Linked DNA regions of Mus musculus: region 1 is linked to region 2. A link is a contact called in public Hi-C data. All regions are on one chromosome and are shown on one strand. Each heading gives the region's core, a stretch centred on a gene start, on an enhancer-like site or on the middle of the called end of the contact. The rest is flanking DNA. Distances are from core to core; before and after follow the strand shown.

Region 1 (6,924 bases), core at 2,101-4,600, 34 kb before region 2:
CCATAGTTGTTAGTCCAAGATGATGTACCCAGTTCTATACTTTGTATTTTGACACTGCCCCAAGTTCCAGGCTTTGATGTCTGTTTGCATTCACGGTATGGGAGCTCAAACAATCGTGGTTTGTTTTTTTTTTAATTAGATTTTTTTTTATTTACATTTCAAATGCTATCCCCTTTCCTAGTTTCCTCTCCAAAATAATCCCCTATACCCTCACCCTCACCCTGCTCCCCAACCTACCCACTTCCGATTCCTGGCCCTGGCATTCCCCTGTACTGGGGCATATAATCTTTGCAAGACTTAGGGGCCTCTCCTCCCATTGATGGCTGACTAGGCCATCCTCTGCTACATATGCAGCTAGAGACACGAGCTCTGGGGGTGCTGGTTAGTTCATATTGTTGTTCCACCTATAGGGTTGCAGACCCCTTCAGCTCCTTGGGTGCTTTCTCTACCTTCTCCATTGGGGGCCCTGTGCTCTTGATACTCATCTTCCATATGAAGGCTGCTTCCCCTCGCTAACCTCTCAGTCAAGAGCAGCACCTCTCAGGGTGATAAACATTTCTTCCTTTCACATGTACATCTAATCCTTGAACACAGTCCACTTCCAGATCTATCTTGAATCCCAGTGCCTCTCTACTCACATATCAACAGCTTAGCCCCAACTAGCACCATGTCTATCCCTGTGAACATCCCTTTCATGATGGGCAGTCAGCAAGCATCCGAAAAACCTCTCTTGACTTCCTTCCCTAAATAGCAGAACACACCCCTCTCACCATACACCCATCAGCACCTTTAACTCAGCTCTATTACTGCCCACAGCCCAGATCCCTGTCCCTCCCTTCCCTCACTGACCCACCCTAAAATAAATGCTGTCTGAAGAAAACACTTGTTTCACTTCATTTCATTTATTTTCCTAGCATAACCTCTGCTTCAAGAATAATACCTGGGGCTGGAGACAGAGACAGCTCAGGAGTTGAGAGCATTTGCTGTTCTTGCAGAGGACTTGGTTTGTATCTTAGACCCACCCGGCAGCTCACAACTGTCTGTAGTTTCAGTTCCAAAAGATCTAATACCCTATTCTGGGTTCTGTGGGTAGTGGGCACGTAGCACACTTAGGTATGTGTAGGCAAACATTTATAGAATAAAATAAAAATAAATAATAAATTATTATTTTTTTAAATTTAAAGTGTCATATCTGCATTGGGGAAGTCAGAAGAGTTTTCTCAAAAACAGGAAGGACCCATCTGGGGGGACAGCTGACCAGACAAGCCAGATAACAGAATTTTGATCCCTGGAATCCACATAAGAGCTGGAGGTAGTGGGGTATATACACCTATAATCCCAGCACTCCTATGGCGAGATGGAAGGGAGAGATGTGAATGGGCTGGAGGTTTTCTTGGCCAGCAACAGAAACTATGAAAGAAACCCCACTTCATCAAGGAAGCAAAGAACCAACTCCAAAAAAGTTGTCCTCTGACATTCATGTTATCACACATGTATACCGGCAGCCATTCACACACACACACACACACACACACACACACACACACACACACACACACTGGTCATACACACACACACACACTGGTCATACACACACACACACTGGTCATACACACAGGCACACACACACACACACACACCACAGGTACAGACACACACATACACACTGGTACATATACACAGGCACATGTGCTCGCACACACACACACACACACACACACACTGAATAGTTGAGAACAAAACATACCAAACAAAAGAGTGGAGCCAGAAAAGGATGGGAGGGAGGGATGGAGAGATGATAGTTACTGGGTACCAGTATGCCATTTGAGAAGGAATAGTGTCTAATATTCTAAAACACAGCAGGACAACTTTGGTTGGCAATAATTTATTGAGTATTTAAAAAAAGCTATCACAGAAGATTTCAAACATTCCCCAAGGAAATTACACACACACACACACACACTCTACCCTAAGGGTGCATTCAACTGTTGTGTCAATTAAAAATAAAAGTATATCTTAAAAGGACATATCTGGCACAAATGCTCAGAAAACATTTGTCAATGGGTTTTCAAAATGGCGGCCACATCATAGGCAGAGAGTCATAGTCCCACCATCCTTCAAATGCAGGCACACATTTCACACACTGTTTTTTCTCTCTCAAAGTCTCAGTTTTCAGCTCTCTAATCTGGATTCTTACAGCAGGAGTCTTTCTGTTTTCTTCCTGGGTTTTGTATATGACAGAGTTGAAAACTGAATATAGGCTGCTGGAAAAAAAAATCTAAGTAGTCTATAATTTGTTTTCTTCTCTTTCCAGGTTTCTCACGCTTGCCTGGAAACATACCTTCAAAAGACAGTCTCCCAGGACGTGAGCCCAGACAGAAAGGAGCCTGCCTGAGGTCAGATGGCTTAGCGTGACGGAGCATTTGATTCCTACCTGCTCACAGTTTCTACAAATCCCAAACGGCCCCTGAAGGGAGGGTGGGGGCTAGGGGGCGGGGGATACAAACCTCACAGATTTACCTGTAGAATATACACATTTTGAGCTGTCATCCACATAACAAGTAAATGATTCATATGTGTCAAGCCAGGGGCTGGAAGCCTTTCCTTTCGTTTATATTATTTTAACCTTGTTTATCGTAATGTTTTGTTTGCTTGCGGTCTTGGTGTTTGATGGACCACGGGACCTTCCTTGTGCCACCAAATGCTCTCCTTGGTCACCACCCTGGAAGAATGCTCTCGAGACAGAGATTCAGAGTCGTGACTGCTGTTGTTTCTCTCTCCGGTGTTTCTATTGTGCTGAGGCTTTATTTTGGTCTAGTTGATCTTCATATACAGTGCTTTTAATACGCTTTTAAAATTAAGAACTCTAAAGGTGTGAAAAATAGCTCTTATATAATTTGAAAGATAAGAAAACAGTGTTTTTTGTTCTACTTTGCCTAACTTCTAATTTGACTGTAAAATAATGTTTATATTTTTCAGAGCTCATTTCAATTCTCTGCAGAGGCTCTAACATGAAAACCAAACCTCTCAGGTATTTTAACTTGTTTTTTTTTTTTTTTTCTTAAGCTTCCTTACATTTAAGCTTAACTTCTGTGTTTCATTTCACATCCTTACAGCATTAAATTAAAATTGTTATGAACACCATACATTTAAATCGGTCTTTTGACAGTTCATTGATTAACATTTCACTAAAGAGGCTCATTTGCTCTAGGATACAGTACAGCTAATAGAATTGACACACATGCAAACGTCTCCTGCACTAAGTCTCCCCACCTTCCCGGGCACTGTACACCTGACTTCCTTATAAGGTGAATGAGGAAGTGAACATGTTGAAGTTGCTTTTAAACACAGCTTTTCTGCTTTGCCTGTCCAGGTAGCTTCTGTTTTCATTTTAGTCTTAGTGAAAGGTTTTGAATTTACAGCTCAAGTTACTTTTCAAAGCAGTGTGAGTAGTTTTACTTAAAAAACAAAACAAAACCAAAAACCCCGGCAAGAAAGACTTTCACGGCTTCCAGCTTTGGTCTTGTAACCCTGAAGGTAATTCATTTTTAATCTGTCTGCACAGTGAAAACTGAACCGAATGGGGATTGAGCTGGTCTGCCTGTTTCTGCTACTTCTAGGAAGGAATGATCACGTCCAAGGTAAGCCTGAAGCTCTCTCAGATATCGCTCTCATCGTAAGCTTGACAAACTGTCATTTGCTTCAGAAAACAGACCTGCAGTCATTTTTCATTTGATCTGTCTGATGGCTCTCGTGCCACTGAGACACTTTCACAAACTACAGGCAGACGTAGAGCATTTCCCCCAGTGAATGTTCTAGGTACAAGGTAAATAAACACAAAGGCTTCACGGGAATTTTAATGAGGAGGATTAGACAGAGTTCCTGAACAATGGGACTTGTGAGTGTTGTCCGGATAGCCACTTCAGAAGCTTTTCTGTTTTGTTGCACAACAAGGCCGTCCACCTGGGAGTCACAATCATGAGAGTGGAGGATTCGGCAACAGAAATGCTGAATTTATAAGAGAACCCTTTTTAATGCGTACAGACATGTTTTTGAAATTAAGCGGCAGGTGTTGAACAGGAGGCTAAATGCGATGATTCTGTACTGAGCAGTTAGACACGGTTGCGGTCTGAGACACTGTTTTACATGATGTAGATGTTTCCATTGTGATGGGTCTAAGCTATAAACTTTGATGTGAGTTACTAGCCTTCAGAGGATTACTTTTATAAAGTAAATTTTTAGATAGCTTCGCTCTAGTAAGAGGGGTTAGTCCCCTAAGCTGGATGAAGGAGTGGGCTTTAATCCTTGCCTCTTGCTGGCTTTGCTCTTAGGTGGCTGTGCCTGGGGTGGTGCAGAAAGCTGCTCAGACTGCCTGCTCACAGGACCCCACTGCGCCTGGTGCTCCCAGGAGGTAAATCCCTGGCTCTCACCCTGTTTCTAACACTGTTTCTACATCAGTTAGCATCCTCAGCGAAAGCGCTTCTCTCAGTGCGGTTGAATGAGTAACAAGTTTAAGAAAGGAACATGAGGGTCAGTGGACCAAAGTCGGATTCATCTATACTTTGGAAACAACTTACTGAAGGAACGGATGCCAAATTGTTCTTTAAAACCTGAACATCCTTTACTAAATCTAGACAGTTCTTTTATTTAACTTAATTACTTTATTTATTTATTTATTTTTATTTTTGAGACAAGGTCTCACTACATAGCCCTGGCTGTCCTGGGGCTCACTATGTAGACTAGGCTGCCCTGGAACTCACAGAGAGGTGGCTGCCTCTGCCTGGCCAGTGTTGCCAGCCACCTGGTTACTTCTCTTGCTATAAAGTCTTCCTAGTTGTTTGCTGGTGTAACATTCTGTCTGGATAATTGGTGGCCACAAAGATATTGTCCAAAGTGAAGCAGACATTGAATGTTGATACAATGTAGTTGTGTTCGCATCAGGGACCCGAGATCCGGTGTAAGTCTGTGCTAGGTACTTCGAGAAGGGAAATCTACGATTCAGCCATCAGCCAATTCCTGTACAAAGTCATGAACAGAGTGAGCACAGGAAACTCTCAAGTGGTGGTTCTCAACCTGTGGGTCAGGGTCCCTGTCAGGGTTGGATGACCTTTTCACGGGGGTCGCCTAAGATCATTGGAAAACACATGGATTTACATGACAATTCATAACAGCAGCAAAATTACAGCTGTGCAGTATAAACCAAAATAATTTTATGGGCGGGGCTCATCACAACACACTGTATTAAAGGGTTGTGGCATTAGGAAGGTTAAGAACCACTGCTTTAAAGAAATGGTCCTAGTCTGGTCAGAGTGAAACTTGCGTGAAGAAGTGTGGAGGCCATGAGGGCTAAATAACAAGACAGACCAAGTCCCAGCCTATGTTGTGATGAAGAGAGCAAGGTGTAGTGTAAATGATTCACACTAAGAAAAAGCAGTCTTGGTTTTCTGGATTTTTAAGTCCCATCCATTGGAAAGAATCTAAGTGCCAATCAAGGCTTACAAATGCCAACAGCAAAAGCCAAATAGCATGCAAAGGGAAAGGAATCTAGATGCCTGGATCAGACCTGGGCTGTAACTATTTGCACCCAAAGTCCCCACTTATTACACATCTGTGGAGGGTTGCATCACATGCAGAAGCATAAACCATGCACCCCGCCCCCCAGTGCCCCACACTACCTTAACTGCTTAGGCCACAAATAAAATTCAAGGCAATTATTCTCTTATAAGGTTTAACATGAAATGCAGGGTTGAGAATATTCAACAAGGAACAAGTCCATAGACTCTTTGGACACTGTCTAGAAGATAATATTAGCTTCATGGCAGAGACAAAGAATACTGTGTCAATCTGGAGTTTATGTTTACTTTGTGTGTGTGTGTGTGTGTGTGTGTGTGTGTGTGTGTGTGTGTGTTACCCATGGAGGCCAGAAAACAAAATCAGATCCCCTGGAACTACACTTATAGGTAGTTGTGAGTTCCTTGACATGGTGCTGGGAACTGAACTTGGGTCTTCTAGAAGTATTGTTAGCTGTTGACCTCTCTCTCCAGCACACTAGAATGTATAATTAAATTCATTTTTTAGCATAATCGGGTGTTTCCTAAGGTGTTACTGAGGGTTTTAGTTGTAGCTGGTCAAGTGATCATCAAGTTTTAAGGCCAGATCATTTCAGAGGCCTCTCCAATAATAAAAGCAGTCATGAGTACGTCAGCTGAGGCAGGCAGATGTGGCCGTTAGCGCAAAAGATGAGCAAAACCGAGAGTATACACAGACTCACAAACTGCACGTCTCCAACTTTATTCTTTCTTTTTTTAAAAAGGATTTATTACTATATTTATATAAGTACACCATAGTTTTTTTTAGACATACCAGAAGAGGGCATCAGATCAGATGGTTGTGAGCTACCATGTGATCACTAGGATTTGAACTCAGGACCTTTGGAATAGCAAGTCAGTGCTCTTAACCGCTGAGCCATCTCTCCAGCCCCACCACCTTCCCAACTTTATTCTTTTGGCAAAGGCTGAGCAGAGCTGATAGCCATTGTACTGTGTTAAGAAGCATTCTGAGGCCTTGGGCAGCTACTGCTTGCCTTTATTACACCACAGGAAGTTGCATTTTACCAGACCCAAGTTATAGCTGTAAATCTGTATGGGTCTGATTGGCAGGGAACAAATCGTATTTTTGAAAGTCAATTTCAGAAGAAGTGTATCTTTCCTAGTTGGTGAAAATGACAGTAATGGCTTAGAATCCTAAGGTGGCAAGAAACTGGTTTCTATGTGCACATCACACACACACACACACACACACACACACACACACACACACCACACCACACCACACCACACCACACCATACCACACCAGAGTCCAAGGGCCTCGGGTCAATTCAGCTCAGGACCAGCTTTGCCTTTCCTGTCAGTAGCACCTGTTC
Region 2 (7,405 bases), core at 1,152-3,651:
GCTCCCAAGGAAACAGGTTGCAAAAGGACAGAGTTATTCTGGCTGACAGTGTCAAAGGTTTCAGCCCATCACAGTAAGAAAGTCTAGAGGAATTCCACATGGTGCAAATGGCGTTCACATCACAGAAGAACAGGAAGCAAGAGGAGGCAGGTGACAGAGGCTACCCACAACCTTCAGAAACCCCTCCCTAGGACCTTACTTCAGTCATCCTGCTCATTCCGCCCCAGCCACTGCCATCTCCTAGGGGTTCGACAACTAGGCAGGTTCCACCTGCCAAACAGCACCAACCACTATAGAACAAGAGTTCAAAGCAGAAGCCTGCAGGAGTCATCAGGGTTCAAACCATACCATGCTCTATTTTCTTTGGGAGCCTGTTGGTAAGGGTCAAAGGTCATCCAAGCCTTCTGAGTTATGAGCATACAGCTCTACCATACTATATGAAGATTCATGGGCTCCTGTTATTATAAAAATGGGTGACAGGTCATAGCTTGCTCATTCATTCATTCATTCATTCATTTAATAGTTTGTGTGCTTTATACTTACGGGGCACTGGGAGAACAGAGAATATAAGGCAGGTTCTGTCCTTGTGGGCTTAGTCTACTGAAGGGAAGTGGACAAAAAAAAAGGACAAATGAAGAAATAACAAAGAGTGACTTTTAAATGTGCTGCCCAAGGAATGGAAGGGAATGGTGTTCAGCAATGGAGAACAGCCAAATGGAAAGACTGAGAGTTTTCCATGAAGAGGATCTTCAGAGAAGACTCCATCCAAGAGGGGTTGTGCTAGCAACCAGAAAGTTGAGAGGCATCGAGAATAGACACATGCAAAGGCCCTGGGGTAGCAAACAACCCATCCCCAGAATATACAAGGAACAGAATAAGAACATTCAAAAGTCAGTCAGCTTGGAGTGACCTAAGGTAGAAGGAGAAGGCAGGTCCACGGAGAGCAGACACTCAAAATATACCACTTTTGTAGCAAAGCAGAGATGCCCACACAAGCGTATGGCTGGCTGAATACTGAACACTTCATAAGACTAACATTATATTATAAGATATAATGTCCTTATTTTCCAAGTCACAGACTATTGTTTACATATGGTTCTCAATTGTTGGTTCTTATCAGACTGTCCTAGGCAGCTTTTAAAAGCCAAATTATTACTCAGGCCACATCCTGACCTGATTAAATTGACACCATTGGATCAGACACTGAGGTCAGCATCTTCCCATTTCCTCTGTATAGCCAACCATTCTGCACCTTATGAACACGCAGGCTCTGATGCAGATGTCTATGTGATATGTCTATAACTCAGCATGTGTGACAAGCTCCAAGGAGATGCTGATGCTCTGGTCCATTTGCAGCACTTGGAGTGCGGAGGCTCATGGCTCTGTAGCAGTCCTTGCACACACTCTGTTTGTTATCTTCTTGTCCCCTCTATAACCTTCCTTCCAGCGATTCTTCAAAGTTTTATTACCTGTCCATTGCTCTGCAGAGCACACATGCTGTTACTGAAACCCATCTCCCCTTTCATTTTAAAAGGCCTTTCTAAAGCTTAGAGAGTCTGGACGTTCATTCTGTAGCCAAGGTGTGCCCTCCATCTCTGAAAGCAGGCTAATCTCATTAAGAGGAGCCATGAAGTGTCCTGGGTAACAAATACTCCACACAGCCCCTTTGTTCTCAGAATCTCCTCCACTCGGATGCCTGTGCGCATCTGTTTGTCTCGTAACAGTCTGCACTGCAGCCCACTCGTTTTTCCCTTATCACAGTGATTGCTCTAGAGTACTCGCTCAGCTGTGTGTGTGCTACTGCTCTTGGCTGACATTCCGGGCAGACTGGGAGAAAGACAGGTAGTGCTCAAAAGTTCCAAGGCTGACTACCTAGTCATTGCTGGTACCGACTTCAAGATCAAGCACCTGATTTAATTAGCACACTCCCATCTTGCCTGCCTGCCTGCCTGCCTGCCCGAGGAATGCTGACAATGGAAAGCCTGAAGTCAACGCAGATATCATGCAACCCAGAGACAGACAGTCATGCCACTCTCTTGCCAGAAACAATGACAGGTTCCTCTTGGAATCTTGGGTGTCCTGGTAACAGAGGGAAGCTTAGGGGTAAACTTTTGCATAATACCCAGAGCCCTGCGTTTACTGATAATGGACAATGAGAACTGGGGAAATAAAAACCTCACAAGAATGAATGAAAGGCCCTGAAGCAGAAAGCCTTTGCAGTTGAACTCGGAATCATTTATGTCAGCAGGTCCAGGCTCCAATTCTGGAAGAATCACATGCTTTTCCACAGAAGCAAGGCTTTACCACCAAGGACAAGATAAATAAGAGAGTACTGGTTTCCTGGGTACTACCCCATCTAGCCCCACCCAGCTTTTCATTCCTTCCTACGTTTCTTTTGAGCCGCAGCATTCGAGTTTGACATTCCTGCACTGGGTAGGAAAGTGTTTTAAAATCTGAGTCACTAAGCATACATAGAGGGCATTGAGATCTTAACTTTCTAATGAGACACCCTTGCTCATTTGCTGTTGGCATTTGTACCCATCCCTCCCACGGCAACCTAATAGAAGACAGCGAGCGTTGGCCTGGAGCCACAGTCTGCTTCCACCACCTAAACTTTGGTGCCTGGGCAAGATACCACCTGCCCTGATTCAACTAAAGGTGTAAGGCTAAAGCGAACAACGCATACACCCCTCTGTTCTGCACGATGCCCCCCCAGAAAAGTATCCAACTCCCATTACTAGAGATGTGACCTTAAGTAGGCTCAATGGGGACAAAATCACCATGTATCACACATGGACTCTTAATCTAACAGGAACAGTGTTCTTTCATGGAGGCACAGAGTGTCAGATGCTTGAGGCGAAGGCACCGTGGGACAATGGAATTAGGGAATCCGTGTTTCTGGTGGCTTGGCATGGAGTATATTTTCAGGTGCTTCTTTGCCGTCTGCATGTCTTCTTTGGTGAGGCATCTGGGAGGGTCTTCAACTCCTTTGAAAATAAGATTGTTTTCTTGTTGAGTTTTAAGAGGTCCTCCGAAGTAACAGAGCTTTATGTGATGTATCCTGTGGCTTGTCTTCTCGTTCTCTTAAATTGTCTTTTCCGTATCATAACTGTTTTTCCTTACACCTAGCTCATCTTTCATCTACCTCGTGGATCAATTTTTTCAGTATGGTAGCAAAATGTCATCACCCAAAGTCAAGACCATCTAAAATTTCTCCTGTGATATCTTTTATGAGATATGTTTTTCAGTCTTTCAAGTAGGCTAGTCTCCTTTTGGAGTTAGATTTTACCAAGGGTGGGATGCACATATGTGTGTAGATTCGTTTGTGGTGTGCATGGACAGTTGTTCCAGTACTATTTGCCAAGAAGACTACTTTTGCTTCTTCATAATGTTCTTGCTTGTTGGGAAAGATCCATTGATTTTACTCTGTTAGCCAGTTTCTGGGCTTCCTGTTCTTTTTAATTGATCTATTTGTCGATACCATACTTTTTGAGGACTGGAGCTTTATAGTAAGTCTTGAAGTTCACTTCCTCTACTTCAGTTGGCTATTCTGGGCCTTTTGCTGCTTCTTATAGACTTTAGCATACGTTTATTGAGATCTACAAAATAACTTGTTTGTACTTTGATGGGGGCAGCATTAGATCTATAGATGGAATTCTTCCTTTGAAGTCTTATTCATCACTCTTTCTATGGGTAGTGATTTTTGTTTTCTACTTAAAACTTTTATTTTTTTTTTTAGCCCAAGCCCAGGAGGGTTGTGGTGGTTTGAGTGAGAATGTCTCCATAGGTTCACAGACTTGAATACTGGGTCCCTAGTTGGTGGCATCATTTAAGGGGCTTAAGAGGTGTGGCCTTGCTAGAGGAAGTATGCCACTTAAGGGCAGTGAGCATTGGAAGCTTTGGGCTTCTTCCTACTCTCAGTGGGTATATGCTATGTGTGCACTATAGAGAGAAAAATATAGGATGGGAGAATACTTATTAGGAAGAAGTAAAGATAAAGAAGTGAGAAAAATCTTTGTTAGATTAGATGAAATATTTGTGAGCAGATTAGATCCGAGCCAACATCCTGGTAAATGCATTTCAGTAAACTATAGTTAACAAGTATATTTTGAGGTAGACTACTGATACAACGATGAATAAGTGTTGCCGAGATTAAAAACAGTGCTGTGCATAAGATAAAGTCGTGGTACCCGTGATACATTACTGAGGCTGCATAGAGAGGAACAAGCAAGCACAAGCCCAGACGGAAACCAGCAGTGGCTGCTAAGCACTGAGTTTCCTAAGTTGTTTATGCAAGCTTCCAGGGGATGTGTGGAACGTTGATAACTGATTTCCTCCATTGAACAAGAGACATGAAGAGTGTGGTCAGTAGAAAACCATGGCCAATGAGCTTGGAGGTAATGAGGAGTCTTCGAGACTGTAGCCATGTTACAAGAGGAGGATGTGGAGAGATCTAGGCTTGAATCACCACCCTCCAGGGCAAAAAAGCAAATCAGGAGGGCCTGAAAGACGACAGTTAATACTAAACTTCCACCCAGAAGTCAGTGGACCTCTTGAGAGTTCCTCTAGAGGAAGTGCACCAGAGCAGGAATGGACATCCTGTCAGGAGCTGTCTGTCCCTTGCAAGGCAGAAATGTCAAGAGCCCTCCCATAGCAAAGAATGCTTACCAAGGTCCTCAGTCATTCTATCAGAGGAGAAAGCCACTCCCTGCCAGTCCACAGGTGACATAGGTAATCATGCATCCCCCTGCTCTTAGCCAAGCCAATGTGCATACCTAAAACTGGTCTGACAGCTGGGCACTGAGTGCCACTGAGTGTGGAGATGCTCTCTGAAGAGGAGGTCGGAGTGTTAGGGGATAAATTTAGACACGGTGTTGTCCGATGGCTGCCGGCTGAGCGATCCCTTGCCACGTGCAAACACGCACTGTTAAGCAAACAAGTCATCCTTTTTTGAGATGGAAGCAGAGTGAACAAATAAATAGGAAAACCCAGGTGATCCAAAAGAGCACACAGCCAGGAACTCCTGGGCGGTGCAGCAGGGGGATCCAAGAAGCTCTGTAATTAGGATAATCCGCGGAGGGAGAATAGAGAGTCTGCGGCCACACGTGAGACTGCATTTCTAATGAGCTCCTGTGCCATCGTGTTTATGGCCTTCACTGTTGCTGACACCACTGTCTTACTCATAGGGCTGTAATTCATCAGCAGGCGTGAAAGGCAGCTCTTCTCTAACTTTAAACACGTTTAATCACAACAGTTTACAACGTCGCTTTAAGGTTTTAGCGAAGGAAAGGCATTTGATACGTACTTACAATGATCATAATGCTCTACAGATTTAAAGCCCAAGTTTTCACAGTGTTATACCATTAAGCCAAATTGTCATGTTTCTAGTTAATTATTTGAAATAGTTTGGGGGAGAAATCAGCATCCAAAAATTAATTAATAGTTTTCCTCCGTATAATTGCCAGTGTCATCACTGGCTACTGCTACTGGCTGCCAGCTTCCTTTGTACCCTGGCTCTAGTGGCAATCAGCAAGTGTGATTAACATTAAGCACTTGTCCTAATAGCCAAATGCCAAATGTCATACCGCATGCAGGATGGTAATTACACATTAAGAAGCGGGTGGGATCAGCATCATTAGCCAAGAATTAACCCCAAATGCAGAGCCACTTGAACTGGTGCTTGCAAAAAAACCACAGCATCTCATCCTTGGAGATACTAAAATGTCCTTCAAGAGTGGCAATTCTGTGCCCAGCTAAGGACCTTGAGATTCCTTTTCAAAAGGATCCAAACCTTTCTTTGTCTAGAACAAAGGTTTCCGCAACCGTCTCTTCCAAGATCAGGCAAATTTGCACACATCCCCCGGCTCCACTCCAGTGGAATCCAAGCTCCTATGTAGGTATTTGCTGTTAACCGCAGTCTCATGCTTCATGGCCCTTTGTGACATGTGTTTATTTGAAGAGGTAAGTCGGCGAGGCAGGGCTGTCCTCAGTTTTCACAAGCTCTCCCTTACTCTGGGAAATGTAAGGGGCCTTCTCCAACATGCTGTGATTGGAAGGAGTAAGATGAGAAGTGTCACCTGCCACTGCTGCCCTTGGCCCCCTCAATACTAAAGTACAGCATCAAAGTGGCAGCAGCTGACACATCTGAGGATTCAGATTTCAGCAACTTTGAACATGAACATGGGACTAAGTAGAATGTTTCAACCCCCTTCCCCCCCAAACTGAAGCCCATTGTTTCCATACTAGAAGTGGAGAGAGCTAGGGTTTCCCCAGGTGCATACCGCTGACAGGCCTGGGGGGCCACCAGGTGCCTTTGCATTATGACCTTGGGCCAGCTTCAGGGCTCCTTTGCTTCTCTCTCTTCCCCTGGGTCTGGCTTCTTTAGAGTCACTATCGTAATTAGCGATGACTATTCTAATCGAGTTCTGGGCATTTCCTGAACCACTTCAATGGTCTCTGGAATAAGAGAAAGTCTTAGTCAGGGTTATTATCACTACGATGGAACACCACGACCAAAAGGAACTTGAGATGAAAGGGTTCATTTGGCTTATAAAGTCCATCACTGAAGGTCAGGACCGGCGGAACGCTACTTACTGGCTGATTCCTCAGGGTTTGCTCAGCCTACTGTCTTATAGAACTTAGGACAACCAGCACAGAATTGGCAGCACCCACAATGGGCTGAGGCCTCCTGCATTAATCACTAATTAAGAAAATGCCCTACAGGCTTGCCTACAGCCTCATCTTACTGAGGCATCTTCTCAATTGAGTGACCACCCACCCTTCTCTGAGGACTATAGATTGTGTCTATAAGTTGATCTAAAACTAGCCAGGACAGATAGGGTGTCAAAATTTCCTTGGACCTATAGAGATGCCCTGAATGTATAATTTGATTCTTCTTTGCAAAGCCTAATCTTCTGGCCACACTCCAGGCCTAGAATGTTAAACCAATAGTGGATGTCCTCCCAGGGTGGAAAGGCCATCCCAGGAGAATCGATATAAACAGAGAATGCAAACTAGTCAGGACTGGTTCTAATGAATCACGATGCAGGCAGGAGCAATTCCAACTAGTTCTAGGACTATCCTGACTCCCTACAGGGCTGCTCATCACAAGTAGAAGCAGAGAGTTAATGGAGAGTTGGAGAGTTAACAGCTAACATGCAAGCCTTCCCTCCTTTTCTCCACCAGCTGACCGTTCATTAAGAGCTCTAGACCCAATGACAGAAGCAACCTCGTTCCTTACTTCCCTCTGTGTGCACCAAAATGTGGTTTCTGCAACAATGGGAAAAGAAAGACATTCATGGAGGCCTGCCCAAAACTTCTAGTCAAAGGATGTTACGTAAATCTCATTAGGACTTGAGACTTGACTCTGATGTGGTCTAAATCCCAGCTGTGGAATATGACAAAC

Evidence for each region. Hi-C and Micro-C count contacts between places; a contact is called where the count stands out from the background.
Region 1: a Hi-C map of embryonic fibroblasts shows a contact between it and region 2, with 1.9 times the contacts expected there. The contact joins the promoter of Itgb6 here to the enhancer-like site in region 2. A contact is called at or near these places in 9 of 484 Hi-C or Micro-C datasets (the N1E-115 cell line, adipose-derived mesenchymal stem cells, cumulus cells and 4 more), 2 of 115 datasets of contacts at active chromatin or transcription factors (embryonic stem cells and extraembryonic endoderm stem cells) and 1 of 9 other capture datasets (adipose tissue).

Annotation. Positions count from the first base shown.
Region 1 is chr2:60,670,119-60,677,042 of GRCm38.p6, reverse strand. Itgb6 (integrin beta 6) reads left to right here and starts at 3,350. Exons shown (of 15, transcript NM_021359.3): 1 at 3,350-3,641; 2 at 4,332-4,411. The coding sequence starts at 3,581.
Region 2 is chr2:60,634,832-60,642,236 of GRCm38.p6, reverse strand. The region is part of intron 7 of Itgb6 (integrin beta 6); the gene reads left to right. Among named protein-coding and RNA genes, the nearest start is that of Itgb6, 35 kb to the left of the region's middle. Within about 2 kb of position 2,401, at least 51 of the 459 cell types and tissues checked have an H3K27ac peak or open chromatin away from gene starts, as enhancers often do. A contact at or near this core is called in the N1E-115 cell line, embryonic fibroblasts, extraembryonic endoderm stem cells and 2 more, where this site is marked.